Linked DNA regions of Zea mays: region 2 is linked to region 1. Evidence: chromatin contacts called from public Hi-C data. All regions are on one chromosome and are shown on one strand. The core of a region is the stretch at or near the end of the contact, and the rest is flanking DNA. Distances in the headings are between cores, read along the strand shown. Region 1 holds the start of LOC103652724 (indolin-2-one monooxygenase-like). Region 2 holds the start of LOC100281070 (hydroquinone glucosyltransferase).

The links. A called contact is a pair of places that touch in the nucleus more often than the background predicts.
Region 2: a contact with region 1 is called in a Hi-C map of root tip, with 5 times the contacts expected there. The contact joins the promoter of LOC100281070 here to the promoter of LOC103652724 in region 1. A contact is called at or near these places in 5 of 25 Hi-C or Micro-C datasets (bundle sheath, ear, root tip and 1 more).

The regions. Positions count from the first base shown.
Region 1 is chr4:3,850,492-3,854,289 of Zm-B73-REFERENCE-NAM-5.0, forward strand. LOC103652724 (indolin-2-one monooxygenase-like) reads right to left here and starts at 1,856. Exons shown (of 3, transcript NM_001301533.2): 1 at 1,176-1,856; 2 at 607-1,047; 3 at 1-463. The coding sequence starts at 1,715. It overlaps LOC109945987 (glutathione S-transferase T3-like), which reads left to right and starts at 3,449. Exons shown (of 2, transcript XM_020552418.1): 1 at 3,449-3,798. The coding sequence starts at 3,629.
Region 2 is chr4:4,116,854-4,120,651 of Zm-B73-REFERENCE-NAM-5.0, forward strand. LOC100281070 (hydroquinone glucosyltransferase) reads right to left here and starts at 1,635. Exons shown (of 1, transcript NM_001153989.3): 1 at 1-1,635. The coding sequence starts at 1,583. The coding sequence ends at 108.

The DNA.
Region 1 (3,798 bases), core at 606-3,105:
CGGGGCAGATCCTCCGGCCGGAGCCGAACGGGATGAACCTGAGGTCCTTGCCCTTCATGTGGACGTCCACGGCGCCCGGTTCCTGCACGAACCGCTCCGGCATGAACTCCTCCGGCTTCTCCCACGTCGTGCGGTCCCTCCCGAGCGCCCAGGCGTTGACGAGGACGCGCGTCCCGGCTGGGACGAAGTAGCCGTCGATCTCGGAGTCGGCGGTGGAGTAGTGCGGGAGGAGGAACGGCGCCGGCGGGTGCAGGCGCAGCGTCTCCTTGATGGTCGCCTTGAGGTAGGGCATGCTGCCGAGGTCCTCCTCCGCTAGCATGTCCAGCTTCTTGCCGTCCGGCGAGCGCATCGTCGTCCTCACCTCCGTCTGTAGCTTCTCCATGACGTGCCTGTTGTTGATGAGCTCGGCCATGCCGTACTCTAGCGTCAGGTAAGATGTCTCTATACCTGCCTCGAACATGTCCTGTTAATGACACATATCAGATGATCGATCTACTAAGTTAGTATCATATATTATTAGTATATAAACAGGGGAATAATAATCACTGTAGCTTGATATGGTAAAACGGTAATCGGTAAAGCAGTAAAAACAGTAGCTGGACTTACCACCAAGATGGCCTTGAGATTGTCCGTAGTGAGGCCGTACTCTTGCTGTATGGAGAGCAGAACGTGTATGAAGTCCGCCTCGCTCTCCTCGCTCTCGCCGGAGGGCCTGCTCTGCACGTGTTCCTGGATGAGCTCGTCGAACACGTCGTTCCACCTCTGGTTGAGCCGCCGGGCCTTGACGGACACCAGCCGGAGGAGCACGTCCGCCATGGCCATATTCGGGGGGAAGTAGTCCTCGAGGTTGAACCCGCCGAGGAGGGACACGTTGATCTCTGTCAGCTCGCTGAACAGCCTGTTCCGGCCTTGGTTCCGGTGCGACGCGCCCAGCACCGCGCGGCACACCACGTCGTTGGTGTACCCGGACAGGAGATCGCTCAGGTCCACCGCCGCCGGCGGCGCGGCGGTGGCAGCCGCGCGGATCTTGTCCATGACGAGCCGCACCTGCAGTGAACGTCAGTATATTCTGTTCTATTGCATAGATAAACGGAGGAAAAATGTACGTGCAGGTGCGTGTGTGTGTGAGAGAGAGAGAGAGAGAGTTGGATCTGCGTGTTCGTCGTCGTCCTTGCCTCTTCCTGTCGGCCATGGCGGAAGGACTGCACCTTCTTGGTGCTGAGCATGTGCGTGGTGAGGAGTTTCCTGCCCTGCCGCCAGTACTCGCCGTAGGGCACGAACGCGACGTCCGAGGGCCCGTAGCGGATGATCTCGGCGGCCATGGACGGCGGCCGCGACGCGAAGATGTGGTCCTGGGTGCGCAGGACGGCGTCGGCGGCGCTGGGCGAGGACACGAACAGGGTGGGCACGGCGCCGATGCGGAGGAGCAGCAGGCCGTTGCGCCCGTGCTTGGCGTCCAGGTCCCGGATCGAGATGTGGGTCTCGGCGCCGATGAGGTGGAGGTGGCCGATGATGGGCAGCTTGCCCGGGGGCGAAGGCGGGAGCGGAAGCCGCTGTTGCTGCTTACGTTTGTTGGCTGAGGTTGTGCCGGTTCGCCTTGCGGATACTAGGCGGATGACGAGGAAGATAAGTACGCCGAGGAGCAGTGCGTGTGTGGCGGTGCCATGGTCGCCGGCGAGCTGCAGGTAGTGATGGTACGCAGCTCCAAGGGCCATGCCGTCCCGACCTTGTTAGTGAACAAGTAACCGGGAAGGCTTGCAATGGCGAGCGTTGGGCTCCAACTAGCCGCTATATGAAGGCAGCCTCCCTAGTCTTCCTCCACACTCCAGCAGCTAGTCCAGCTACCGGCTTCAGACAGAGTCGACTGTATAGTAGAGTCTACATTTATTTTCATAGATATATAAAAGGATATGATAATACGTGGATGCTACGCTGCCAGAAACAAATAAATAAAAGATTAGGAGCAGTACAAGAGAAACGCAAAAACCTGGACAACCTCTTTCACCATGACACCGTATCTTATGAGCAAGGAGCCCTGCTGCTCCCATGAGCAAAATCAATCCAGACCACATCCTCCACATCCAACGGTGCTGCGTAGGGGGGTTTTTGTAAAATGTACAGAGTTGCAAAGAACATTTTATAAAACCCCCTGACGCAGCACCGTTGGATGTGGAGGGTGTGGTCTGGATTGATTTTGCTCATGGGAGCACCAGCGCTCCTTGCGCACAAGATACGGTCTCTTTCACCATACACAGCAACAATCTAACTAGAATTTCTGAAATTAATTAAAGTAAAGAAAAACGCTCTTCACCTCGTGGGATCCTACGGAACGGAATGGACAAAAACTTGTCCAGGGCCCGTGTGGTGTGTATATATATACTATTAGACCAACTCCAGCAATGCCCTGCATACGAACACGCTTCCATAAAATACGAGGCCGAGGCCACTGTTCACGCGGTCAGGGGGCTCCATATCCGGGCGCGGAGAACATGCGGCGCCGGTGCTCACTCCCTTTTCTCGCGTCCTCTCTCTCTTCCCCGCACTTCAACCGTCGCTTTTGCAAACGAGCTGGAGCAGCTGAGAGGGAAGCGGTGGCGGTCGACGTCTTCGGGTAGTGCTTGCTTCTCGTCGGCGATTGGCCCTTCGAGCCCTCGGTACGCCGTCCAGATCTGAACTCCGTTGTGGTTTCTATTAGGTTTTAGTTGCTTCATTTGTTCGATCTGTGTGGTTCTATGAGTTGTGGTCTACGAATATTGGGCATAGAACCTGAACGACGGTTTCGATCTGTGTGGTTCTAGGGTTATGTTGCGTGAATATTGGTTCTAGGGTATGTAGATGCTAGCGGTTCTAATTTGTGGCAGGTCTGGTCATGTTGTGCTTTTCGTTGTTCAATTGATTTGTCCATGTACCCACATTTTTTGCCGCATTTTGCACAAACGAGGTTATATGAGTTGTAGTGACCCCACTCAATATCCTAGGCTATCATGCATATTTTGTTCATGGACGCGTAGTCAATATCCTAGGCTGTCAATACTTCCATCGTCGAACAGAAACTGACCATATCTCCTTGGTCATTTTCAGTTTCAGAGATGGAAAAAGAGCCACTTGACATGGTTGAGAGCTTAGTTCGAGTCATCGAGACACATGTCAACATCATTCGCAGTCTAGTGACTGATGGGGTTGTGGATACTAGTGAACCGGAATCAGTGTACACACTTAAGACCACTTTGTTTCAAATTGGAGTTGTATGCGACATACTTGAGAAGTGTGCTCTGTCCATCAAAAAGTATGCTGACTCCAAGAGGGCTAAAATTATTCAAGATGAAGCCCTGCAAAATGCTGAAGATGATGAAGCTACAGATGATTTGGAGGAACTCCCAAGCCCAGATCTCCTTACTCAAGCCGACATATTGGAAAAATATTTTGGAATTGAGTATGATAGCGACCAGTCAATGGGTTGTTGATGTTTAGTCCTAAACAACACGATATGAGTATCGTAGGTTTCACTCTAGGGTTGTAGTACTGGTATGCACAAGTTTGTTAAGGTTGACGAGAACCCTTTGTTCGGTGTTGTAGGGTTTGGTGACTGTAATAAATTATGGTTCATCTGGTATTGTAAAACTGTTTCATGTGTGTTGTTCAGACTATGTGTTATAATGTATCCAGTCATTTGGTATTATATTTATTTTGTCTTGCTTCCTTCAATTACAATTCTTCTATAAATTGCCATGACAGCCGAAGAATGGAGAACTACAACTACGGCCAACCTTCACAAGCCCCTGGAGACTATGTGCCATG
Region 2 (3,798 bases), core at 385-2,884, 270 kb after region 1:
ACGAGCACTTTATTATAATAACTGCACCCGCAATAATAGCAAAATGGACATAATAAATGCTTTGAATAATTAACTAGGCTATTCGCGTTTAGCGTAGTAGTGTAGGATTAGTAGACGCTGTCGTCTGCACTCGTCCACTCCTTGACCACCTCCGCCAGTGCGGCCGCGGTGGCGCCGCCGTCGCGAAGGCCCTCGGCCGCGGCCTTCTGCAGCTCCTCCACCTTGGCCCGCACCGCGGCGCCCTTGCCCTCCGCGGTCATCAGCTCCCGCACCACCGCGGCGATGTCTTCCCTCCCCTTGGCCCCGGGCACTCGTAGCGCGGCCCCTACCCCGTCGCACAGCAGCACCGCGTTCTGCCTCTGGTCGGCGAACAGCGGCCACGCCAGCATGGGCACGCCGTGCACCAGGCTCTCCAGCGTCGAGTTCCAGCCGCAGTGCGTGAGGAAGCCGCCGGTGGACTGGTGCGCCAGCACCTTGGGCTGCGGCGCCCACGACGGCACCACGAGGCCGACGTCCTTGGTCCGCTCCAGGAACCCTTGGGGCAGGTAGGAGAAGGGGTCCTTCTTGCTCGCCGAGTCGTAGTAGTTGTCGTTGCCGACGCCGCCCTCGCTGGGGCTCCGCACTACCCACAGGAACCGCTGCCCGCTGAGCTCCAGCCCTAGTGCGAGCTCCCGCATCTCCTCGGCGGGCAGCGTGCCGCCGGAGCCGAAGGACACGAAGATGACCGACTTGGCCGGCTGCCGGTCCAGCCACTCCACGCACGGGCACGGCGCGTCGTCCTTGCTGCCTCCACCGTCCTCTGCGCGCACGAGCGGGCCGATGGTGCGCACCGGCGGTCGCCCGGGCTCCGGCTGGCGCAGGACCTCGGCGGGCCCCGGCTCGACGGCGTCGAAGGAGTTGACGAGGATGGCGGTTGCCTCGCGGAACTTGGCGCCGTGGTGCACCATCCATCTGTAGCTGGGGTTGGACTTGTCCTGCAGCGGCTTCATGGTCTCGGTGCCCGGCAGCGGCACGCACCCGGGCAGGCGGAGCGGCTCGGCGAGGTCCCGGAACTCGCCGGGGATCGAGGCGTCGAGCTCCGGCAGGTGGAGCATCAGCGTGAGCGCGGTTAGATTGGTCGGGAAGAAGAGGTACCTCCGCTGGACCCCCGCCGCGCGCGCCGCGTCGAACGCGTCCGCGCCGAAGAGGTCGGTGACGAACGCCACGAGACGGCCGGTCGTGGTGGGCCGCTGCTTGAGGCTCAGGAGCGCCTCGGTGAGCGCCGGCACGGCGCGCACGCACTCTTCGGACATGAGCGTCTCGATGGCGGCGTCGCGCGGGAGGTCGGACATGTCCACCGGCGGCAGCGCCATGGACGCGACGGCGGGCGGCATCGAGGCGAGGAACGCGCGCTGCGTGGCGGACGCCGTGGACGCGAACGTGATGAGCGTGGACGTGACGCCGTGGCGCTGGGCCAGGCGCTTCGCCAGCTCCGCCAGCGGGATCAGGTGGCCCATCCCGGGCGTCGCAAGCATCGCCACGTGCGGCGGTGGCGTCTGGGTGCCGTCGCCGTTGCGGCAAGAGGAGGCGTTGGCGTTCTCCATTGGTGCGTGCGGTGCGGTATTTTCCCACTGCCGCTTATCAGCCTGTGGTGCCGCCGTGCCGGGACGTGTAGCCGGAGTTTATACACGTAGTCGTCTGAGCTCCGGCATCCGGCCGGGGCGAGTGGTCCCGACTCCCGGTTGTGTGTCCGGCAATAATGCCGTGTGCGTGATCTCGGGCGCCAAAGGGAGATCTGGGCTGGTCTGCACTGAGCAGCCATGGATTTGGATGACGGGTTTATGGGTGCCCAGTAGCGCTACTTACTGGGCCAATATTTTTCCCCTAGCAAGTTTCTCCGCACGTGCGCTACTGGGCCAGTTTCTCTTTCTTATTTCCTTTTCATTTCTGTATGACTAGGCTGGCTTCTTGCTTAGTTGGCTTCCTTCTTTATAAGCTCATCTGTCGTATCTCTATTTTAAACTTCATTATATAAATATTGATATATACAATATAAAACAATATTTTACACGGCCATATACACGATTTGTTGGACACATCCTAATGACAGCGGCCCATGAAGCTGGTTATTTTATACTTAGATTCTTTTCTTCTTTGTACCTTTGCCCCTCATTTCTACCTTGGTTATTATTTTTTTCCTTTCCTTGTAATCGTTATATAGGAACTCAACCCCTATTTGAACAATATGTCACATCCAAAAAAAAATACAAAATATTTTCTTTAAAATTACCCAAAATACTTTCCTTGACCTCCAAATAACACATTTATGCCCATTCTACATCAACCTATCCTTAAAAAAGTTTCGTGATTTTTTCACCTTTTTCTGTAGCTTTTCCCATTTTTTTGTATGAGTATATTCTTTTCTTAGATACACTTAAATGTCATTTCATGAACTCCAAATATTTTAATTTGGTTTCTTATGTTCCAAAATGACTCGTAGATGTTTCCTCGGGATTTTCATTTCTTCAGGTATTTTTTGTATCTTAAATGGTAATTTTGGACTTTTCTAGAATTATTTTAATCCTAAAAACAATAAAGTTCTCAGCCCAACTAGGTATCTCTATATCTATACTACTCTATTAAGATAGTACCGTCAGCGTCCACACCTGGTTGCCCCCGCCTGCCCCCGCACCCTCCCACGCGCGCGGAAGGAAGCAGCCCGCCAGCCCCTGCCGTGCCCCTCCCCCCACGACCGCACAGGCACCGTCCCCCCATCGCCCCCGCCCCGGATCTCGCCCCCGCCGCGGATCCCGCGCTGGCCACGACCGCCAATCTCGGCCAGCCCCCGCCGTACCCTCGCCTATGCCTCGCCCCGTGATCCTCTCCCCCTCGTCGTCGTCGCCCGCCCTTCCATCCACGCGCCGTGCCCCCATCCACGCTCTGCATCGACCCCCTTCCATCGGCGCATCCGATGAGGATCCACATCTGCCGCGTCCGTTCGTCGTCGGCGCCCCACATCGATCCCCGCGCATCGTCGGTGCCCCCCTCCATAGTTGCCACGACTGCTACCATGCGCCCCCGCCAGGAGGAGACTGACGCGGCGGCGCCGCGCGCCCCCACATGCCGCCCGTCAAGTTCACCATCCCCGCCCCACTCGCCCCTACCGCGAACGTCGCTGCCGCCCATCCTCGCGTCCTCCCCGTCCTCAGCGCCTCCCCCGCCCCCGTCATCGGCGTCGCAACCCCCCTGGCCTCCCCGGCCTCGGCGTGATGCTCGGGAGTCATGACCGAGCGACTCCAGATCCGCATCCGCACCCGCCACCGCCCCAGATCCCCCGGCGCGATGTGAGGGAACGGCAACCGTGCGGCTTCGCACCTACCACAACCCCCCGATCCGCGACCAGAAGAGCTCGAGTCGCGCGTCGGCACAGGTGAGTCGTCCTGCTCCTCTCCCCATTCAGCCCTCAACAACATCGGGATGGCCGATGGGGAGGACACCGGCCACGCGAGACCTCAACACCCCATGAAGCAGTCACGCTTCGACTTCACCAAGGTGGATGCCGCATTTCTCCCCACCATCACTGGCCGTTCGTGGGCCTCTCCTCCCCCACACCGTCACTTGCTATGCCCTCCCCCTCCAACCCTGGTGCTATCTTTTGGATCCGACCATCGGCGCTGGTTATTATCCCCGATAGTTCGGCCCTCTCCTCTCCCTCGCCCTAACCTCCCATCAATCCGGTCCCCTGTTAGGTTTGCACTCATCAGTCTCCTCTCATGTATTAAGCTGTGAAATGAGTCTCCTTAATTGATGAGGAATTTG